Linked DNA regions of Gasterosteus aculeatus: region 2 is linked to region 1. The links are chromatin contacts, called in public Hi-C maps. All regions are on one chromosome and are shown on one strand. Each heading gives the region's core, a stretch centred on a gene start, on an enhancer-like site or on the middle of the called end of the contact. The rest is flanking DNA. Distances are from core to core; before and after follow the strand shown. Region 1 overlaps cald1a (caldesmon 1a). Region 2 holds the start of cald1a (caldesmon 1a).

The links. Hi-C and Micro-C count contacts between places; a contact is called where the count stands out from the background.
Region 2: a Hi-C map of tail fin shows a contact between it and region 1, with 5 times the contacts expected there. The contact joins the promoter of cald1a here to the enhancer-like site in region 1. A contact is called at or near these places in 4 of 6 Hi-C or Micro-C datasets (skeletal muscle, tail fin and whole body).

Annotation. Positions count from the first base shown.
Region 1 is chr4:27,925,994-27,929,995 of fGasAcu3.hap1.1, reverse strand. cald1a (caldesmon 1a) reads left to right here. Exons shown (of 15, transcript XR_013467489.1): 7 at 119-256; 8 at 2,887-2,930; 9 at 3,099-3,174; 10 at 3,721-3,861; 11 at 3,978-4,002. Among protein-coding and RNA genes, the nearest start is that of LOC120817763, 10 kb to the right of the region's middle. Within about 2 kb of position 2,130, at least 2 of the 9 cell types and tissues checked have open chromatin away from gene starts, as enhancers often do.
Region 2 is chr4:27,963,851-27,968,124 of fGasAcu3.hap1.1, reverse strand. It overlaps cald1a (caldesmon 1a), which reads left to right and starts at 3,023. Exons shown (of 15, transcript XR_013467489.1): 1 at 3,023-3,163.

The DNA of each region.
Region 1 (4,002 bases), core at 881-3,380:
TTCTGATAAAATTGAGATGTCACAATAAACACAAAAAAACAATCATTGAGGATTTTCTTTCTGATACTTCATCTGCTGAACTGCCTCGGATCACAACACATCTGTCTTTTTGTCCCAGGAGGAGAAGAGGAAGATGAAGGAGGAGATTGAAAGAAGGAGAGCGGAGGCAGCTGAGAAGAGGCAGAAGGTGGAGGACACCATGGACGGGGAGGGAAGACCCTTCAAGTGTGTCAGTCCCAGAGGCTCCTCGTTGAAGGTTGGTCCTCTGTCCTTTGACCTCCAACCTCTTCTCTGCGTTCAACGGGATAATAGTCAGTGCAGTATCATTTGCCAATTGGCTGTTTTTTAAACCCACATTGTTCATACTTATTGTTATGCTGCCATATTGCACATGGATTTCATTCATAAAACAGTGGGTCCTTTTAAGATTAAGTGCCATATGACCCGCTCCTGCCCTTCTCACCTCTTTAAGCTCTCCGCATGAAGTGTTATTTGACCGAGATGGGGGTGTTGAGAAATAAAAAAGAGCCTCAATGAATTAGGGGAGAACGGTGGGGGAAAAAAAAAGTACTTTTTTTTTTCTGTATTTCACTTTGCTGTTCACATTGAAATTCTGCTGACATGTAAAACAGTTTGTCACGAGACACGCTGCAAGAGAAAAAGCAGCCTGAATCAAATCTAGCGCCTGGCCCTCCCAACCTCGCCCCAAGATAAATGTTTGTCACTGCGAAGGAACGTTTAATCAACTCAAATGTGTATAAATGTTTCCAGTGTTGCCAAAAGTCAACTCCCACACGCTGAAACTCGAGGGGAAATTTCAGCTAGTGGAGAAAATCTAATTAGTGACAGTGAGCCGTGATCTCCATCTGGCCCGTCCTGGTGAGACTCCAGAATCGGGGCTGAAAAAGTGCCAGAGTTAAATGCTGCAGAAGTTAGTCCTACTTTCTGCAACCTCTATAAATTGTCAAGGTCAAAACTGTTTACTGGATATTTCTCAACGGTGAATTGGTTTGAAACTTTGTTGGAGTTAAAACGTGAATGCATAAAGGCTACTGTTTAAAAAAAAAAAAAAAACTCCACATTGTCGGGTGATTATTTTAAATTTGACATTCTCCATTTGTGGTAACTGACCAGTAGGTTTGTTCCCATACCAACTGCAGGATCAGAATGTCCTCCCGGCCTAAAATGCTGGATTGGTTATTGGGGAGTAAGTGGTTCAGTGAATTTAAACTACACACCGACAACAGCAACGCGAGTCGCTCCTCATCGTGCAGCTCTCACCAGAAATTAGATGGAGGCGAGGCCGCTCTCGATTTGCCCACGTCTCTATTTGATTATCAGCTCTTGAAATAAACAAACAAACGCTGTTCACAATCGATGATGCAAGTTAACGAGTGAGCCATCTTCTTTCTCATTTCTTTTGATCGCTGCTCATGTGCAGTAAGGATCAGGCAGGTACATCTGGAGATTTTATAGCTATAATATGCGAGGACAAGTATCTACAAATGTGTATTTTGCACTGGCACACTAGTGAAATGCCAGCATGTGCGACTTGGACATTTCAAGTACATTAATAAAGTTACTTTTTCCATACAAACAGGATTTTAGTAAACCGTTAATGGGTCAGTGAACACATGTCTGCACACATTAGTGGCAGCTCTGATGTACCGGAATCGATTTACCGTGTTTGAGGTCAGTTTTGTAAATCATTTTTAACTAATTTTCTTCCATGTTGCACTCTTCCCAGACGCAACTTTACTTTGTGGTGATGTTCACTGTAGGTACAGCTGAGTGTGTGTGTGTGTGTGTGTGTGTGGAGGGTGTTTTTTTTCGGCAGTTTAACTCGTCATGCACTGCCCCGTGTGCTGTTTATATGAATTGTTCCTTTGCAGTGCAATCCTATCGGTTTTGTTTACGCGACACTGAATTACCACAGTTCGTTGCACAGGTTCGTTTGCAAAATGCATGCATGCCGTTCAGAATTTCTGTTGTTGTGTTTTTACGCCCAACTACTCTCACGGTGGGGCTCCTGGTACGATAAACCATGAGCAACAGTGGGACGCCAGGGACCACCTCCCGGTGGAACGCACAGTCACCAGGCGCTCGCCCACATGCTATCAGCAGTGGACCAGCATAACCCCGCTCCGCACTGGAGATAAAGCTCAGTGTTCCCTGTGAGCGAAGGACAGGGCGACAGAATGAAGGACAGGCTGCTGGGATGCAGGGAAGCGATTAGGGTTAACAGGATTACTGTAACTGCGTTCGGATGGCTACGGCTCTTTAAAACGCGTCTGAGAATGGGGAATTTCCTGTCGGGAGTATTTCTGGAACTCCCACATTCGGTTGCAGCCGAGCGCAAGATCCCTTTTCACAGGGAGAGGGGGGAGAAAGGGGGAAGCTTTCTCTGCAGTTTTGTCTTTTGTCTGTTTTTTTTGTTTTTTCTGCAAGGGCCTAAGGAACTGTGCGTTGCCTTTTTTAAGAATACCATAAACAATCCTCTGAGACTCCCACAGTCCGACAGCACGTAGCCGAGAAAAAAAACGTGTGAGAGTTTTTGTGCATGTCTTTCACGTAATTTGGCCTATGAAGGGAATGATCACTTACATTGTGTGTTGCTAGTCAGAAGAATCCAGTTTAGCATATAAAAAAAACTGAGTTCACATTTTTAAAAGACTTGTTGGCAGTTATTAACCATCTAAGGACATTATGTGTCTACATGTTGACTTATAAACAGTCAGGACTTTTTTACACTGAAACTACTCATTTCAGCATTGAAAATGTTTTGTTATTTTTGTTTTGTTTATTGGCTTTAGTTTTAAAATGAAAATGTCTTCTATCTGTGTGCAATCTTTATTAACCTAGAGCTACCATCACCTCTCTCAACAGATTGGGGAAAGGGCAGAGTTTCTCAACAAGTCAGCACAGAAGAGGTACAATAATCATGTTCCCACTAACAAAGCTTTAAACTTAGGGTTTAATTCCCCATTGGGGTTGCAAATGTATTTTTCTCCAGGCACTGAGGATGGTTGACCCCCGTGTGTATAATATCCTAAGTGGTTCCATGTTGTGTACACTAACCGTTTGCTTCTGCCCAGCAGCACACTGAAGGCGGCTCATTCTCCTGTGGTGTCCAAGATCGACAACAGGCTGGAGCAGTACACCTCCGCTGCTCAGGTCAGCTTTTCCACCCATCCAGGAAGGTCATAAAATCGCAAAAATGTTGGAGGATTGAGGCAGTATTGTGGATTCCACGTTTATGATGTACGACACAAAGTTTTTATTTTTGTCGTGCAAAAGTAGGATTACGAGGCACAGCAAACATCCAAAATATTATAATACTTCTTGAAGGAAAACATAAACAAAACCGATGGAAAACTATGCAATGTATGCACATTTCAAATAGGTGACAAATACCAGAAAAAAACCCAGCCTAATTTATCCTAATAAAAGGTTTGTTTTGTCATATTTTGTGCTTTATCCAAATAGGCAGCCAATTAAACTATCTGAATATTGACTTGACTTACTTACTTATAGCTGTATTTCCTGATCGGTTTCCACTCTTTGTATGCAAAAAATATATGATTCTGGCTACTTTTCTGGGCCTAAAGGTTTTATCACCTGCACAGTCGTTGCTGTTTTTTAAAGTCCGGGTAGTGCGCTTTGATCAGAACTGCCATCTCTGCCATTCACCAGTATAATCCTACCACTCTGTACCAGCAGAGAGAGAACAAGGAATCTCGATCCCCTCGTTCTGGAGCAGCAGATCTTCCCGTGGTTACAGACAGCATCCGTAACATCAAGACCATGTGGGAGAGAGGCAACGTGTTCGGCACACCGGGAAGTGGCGGGATCCCGTTTAAGGTAAGAGAAGAGGCGGATGATAGGATGTGATTGGAGAGACCAATTCACTGGCACTTCCTGCTTTCCTGTTGCTGATGACCACCGGGCTCTGCTGACCTTTGACCTTATCCAAACAGGAAGCAGCTGTGATGAAGACAGGCG
Region 2 (4,274 bases), core at 1,774-4,273, 37 kb before region 1:
CCAGTAGAGGATTGAATTGCATTTGGAACAGTAATTATTTTACTGATCCACAAATGTAATCCACTTTGATCTAACGTTGTCAAACATTAAAATGATATACATTTCCCATTACATTATTCTCATCAAGACAGTGCATGTGCTTGTGCCCTTCTTAAGTACAATGTCATTTTCATGGGGAACAATCTCTATACATCTTAATGACCTAATTCACACTTTAGCATGACCTTGTATAACCGTCTCTTATCTTTGGCGGAAAGGTTGTGCCAAGGATGGAGAATCCAATATGATATTCCCCAAATAATCTCATTGTTTGCTCAGGAAATATGGCGGAGCAGTAGTCATTATTGAGTCAATCACGAAGCATGCACCTGGGGAAATAATCCAAATGTTTACTAGTACAGGTGTCGGCCCTTTGTTGACATTTCTGTCTTTGAGAGCATAGAGTTGAGTGATAGAGAAAGGATCAGATGAGAAGTCCTGGACTTTACTTTGGATGCTGCAGGTATTTGGCATGTAAGTGCCCCAGTTGAGACACCCTAGATACCAATCATCCCTGAGGCATAAACACAATCTGAGAAATACTGCAGAATATTCCAATCCCTTTTAAATTGATGTCTAACATGTTCTTATGCTTGAACAAAGAGACCCTATTTTTATTTTAAGCAGCAGTGTTCCTAAAAGTTCTTGTTTTTCGTGTTGTGAAGGAAACTAATAATTCACTAAGCAATGATGATGTAGTTGCATAATAACATCTAACACTTTCATCATCAACTCCAACACTTTTATACAGCCGAATGCATGTTTGAAGGCAAATCCCATCCTCCCCTCTAAATCAACTTTCGAACGAGATGGCAACACAGTCTTTCATCTGATTTAAAACAATGTGATGAAATGGGAAAATGTCAAAGGTTTTCTTAAATCCTTTATAATTGGTTCTGAGGTTCTTCATCTGATGTAACATTGTGAAGGTATATGTCAGGTAGATTTTGCAGTGGGGATCTGTCTGGCCAGAGGCTCCAAAGATCTGTGCATCCTTTAATAGCAGCTGCTCACAGAACGCAAAACAGCCAAAGGCAATGATGTCCTCTCTTTGGCACAAACCCATCCACAGTTATCTACATGTTCATTGCTACCCTTAGTGGTTCTTCGAGTAAAGACGCATTTGGTGTCCATTTTGTTGCAGTGAGGCTTGTTTTTGTCCAATAGCCGAGCATACAGTAAGCAAAGAGTGTAGCTGGGAAACATCGACGATCGTGATGTAAATATAGCAAGTTTGAATTGAGTAAAAGGGCACTGCACCAACTATAAACATGCCACGGTCAGAGCATCGTTTTTGGCAATCAAATGATTACATGAAGTGACTTTGTATGAGGGTTATGCAGTTTTCGGGGCCAATATGTTTTGGGCCAACTGGACGGCAAGTCTGACAGAAACGTGCAAGATAAAGTATGACAGGTTTATCTTTAAATACTTCATTTTTCAACGGATTTAAGATGAGGACGGTCCTGTAACTACAACTCCACTCTGTCTTTGTCCTTCCTCTCGCTCTCATTCTGTCTCACACACTTGCATTTGCACACAATCAACGGACTTCATTTATTTCAATTCATCTCTAAGAAACACATGGAAAAAAACAGCAATGCATGCGGTGCACATTTCTGCACCAGTGGCCCGGTGCACTTCCAGTGAGTTCATTCTTTGTTGTGAGCATTATTGTTTTAAAGAGGAAGACAAAGCGGGGCAGTGTCCCAATGATGCTGTTTCATGTTAGAAAGTAGAACACTGCAGCTTTTGTGTTTGTCACCTCCAACCTCTATGCAGCCTTACTAAACTTAAAGGTCACAAATAGCAGGGTTGCATTTGGAGAACCAAACATGACTCCACACTTGTATCAATATTCCTGGTGCTTGATGCATGACATCTTCTGTATTTTTTATTAGGGGGTTTTGGCAACACAATTAAAACGTTTAATAACTGTGAATGCTACGAGGGGCCTGTTAGGACTTAACTATTGAGACGCTCTCGCAACTCACTACTGAGACACTCTTACACGTGCTAATAAGACACTCTTACGTTCGCTATTGAAATGCTTTCACACAAACTACTGAGACACACATACATACATACATACATACCTACTCTGTAAACCTATGCACGTGCATGTAGAAAACATTATACATACTTGTCTGAAACACTTACACATACATATGAGAAACACACATGCACACACATATACTTCTGTGTCATATACACACACACACACACATATGAAATGCTTACATGGATACAACGCCTGGATACAGCCTACGAGGCGGCTGACAAACCGACCGCTGTTGACAAACGGGCCGCAGCCTTCGTTACAGGACCGCAGCCTTCGTTACGAAGCAAACAAATTTACAAGTCCGGTCTTAAAAGTATATTAAGGAAGGGTGTAAGATTGTCGCTTTTCGCTGTTCAAAACCTGCACGCTTCCGCCTTCCGGTGTAACTGAGATACCTTCCGTATGCTAGTGAGATTTCATGTATACACATTAGTGAGATGCTCTTACATTCACCTGTGAGATTACTCGTATGAACACATGTGAAACGCTTGCACATCCTCATGTAGGAGCATACATACATATAACTGAAAAACGTATACATACACATAAAACTTCTACACAAATATATGTGAAACACTTGCATATGTATCTAAACTTTTTACATGAGATTCAGTTATGCATGTATAAGTGTTGAACAATATTTATACAACCTTTTCATATGTGCATGCGTGAGAATTTCAGATGGATACTTATACATGTGTCTCAATAGTTAAGACACACACAGCATCCGGTGCTCAATAGTTAAGGAAAGTGTTATCAGAATCTTTTGTATGAAAAGTATAGCAGTGGGTGCAGACTTTGTGGACTCTTTGTGAGCAGTCTTGAGGCGTAGTTTACACGTTTCAGAGGACAGACGGAAGAGGACAACTCGAGTAGATGTGCGGCTCTGTCTTTAAGGGCGGGGCTTGTACGGGTATCCAGTTTAAAGGGCGGGGCTTACACGCTGGTCTCCACTTTAGTTTCTCTCATCGAGTGTAGCGGAGGAGCGACTGCAGACCGGCTCCCTCTCAATCTCCTCACACTCGACTCCAGAGCTCTACTTTGTCCCGTTAATATCCGCAGGTAAGCGCAACAACAACAAAAACTGCGCGCAAACTTTACGCTCCTATTCTCATAGACGCAATCAGGGACAACGGGAATGCCGTGCTGATGCGCTCGCGAATGAAAAAGCCTCATAAGACGATGGGAGATATCACATTATGGGTCTCAATCTGTGCGCAACCGCCTGCCGCGTGTACTTTTTCCTTAATTTCTTTCTTTCTTCTTTCTTTCTTTTCTTTTTTAAAGAACATCCTGGCTGTGAGCCGCTCCCTCTTTAGTGCCACAGCACTTCACCAAAGGCAAAGCAAACGCATGACTGTGGGCCATCCTGCACGTCTGTGCGGCCCGAGCAGCGAGGCGGTCATGTGAACGCATTTTATGTTTCGTCCGCGGGACAACACAAAGAAATGCAGATATGTCCACTTCTGTAGTGCGTGTTCAGCTCCATGGGGGCGGGGGAGGGTCTCAAGCTAAAATTTCTCATCGCCTCATTTGTTGGACGTTGACGTCACATATTCCTAGTTGTCTTTTTTTTTTTTTTTACCAAATCCAAATAGAGAGTTTGACCCAAGTGTGCAGAACCCGGGTAGACCTGTTGTTGAGAATGCAACATGTGGATGGACGGTGTACAAAGTTGCCATTGGGCGAGGATGGACCCCTGTACGGCTGGTCATCAGGCCACTAAGCCCCTCAACGGTCAAGTTTGACCAAAAGAACCAAGCTGAGATTTACATAATGACGGTCGTCTATGGGCGTCAGCGCGTCCAGCATCTCCTGCGGACAAACGCCTCAGGGCAGTTTTGCAGAAGGCCCTCACAGATGAATCCACCTCTCATGGTTTTGTGGTATCCCATTCTTTTACAATCCCACCAACCCTGGGGCGAAAGGCTCTACTCAACCCTCATTGTGCTTGAGTTGGCCAGCAAGTCTTTTGATGTCGGCTTTATTACATCGTATCTGTGGGATGGAAGCATGGAAAATGGGAGAGGGCGGAGGGAGGGAGCTGCGCAGGCTGCATCGGTGTGTGTGTGTGTGTGTGTGCGTGTGTCCTTTCATTTTTTTTTTCAAATGCTTTTGGGCCACAGACCTCATAGGGACTGTCCACAAAACTGGACAATTACTGTGATCGGAT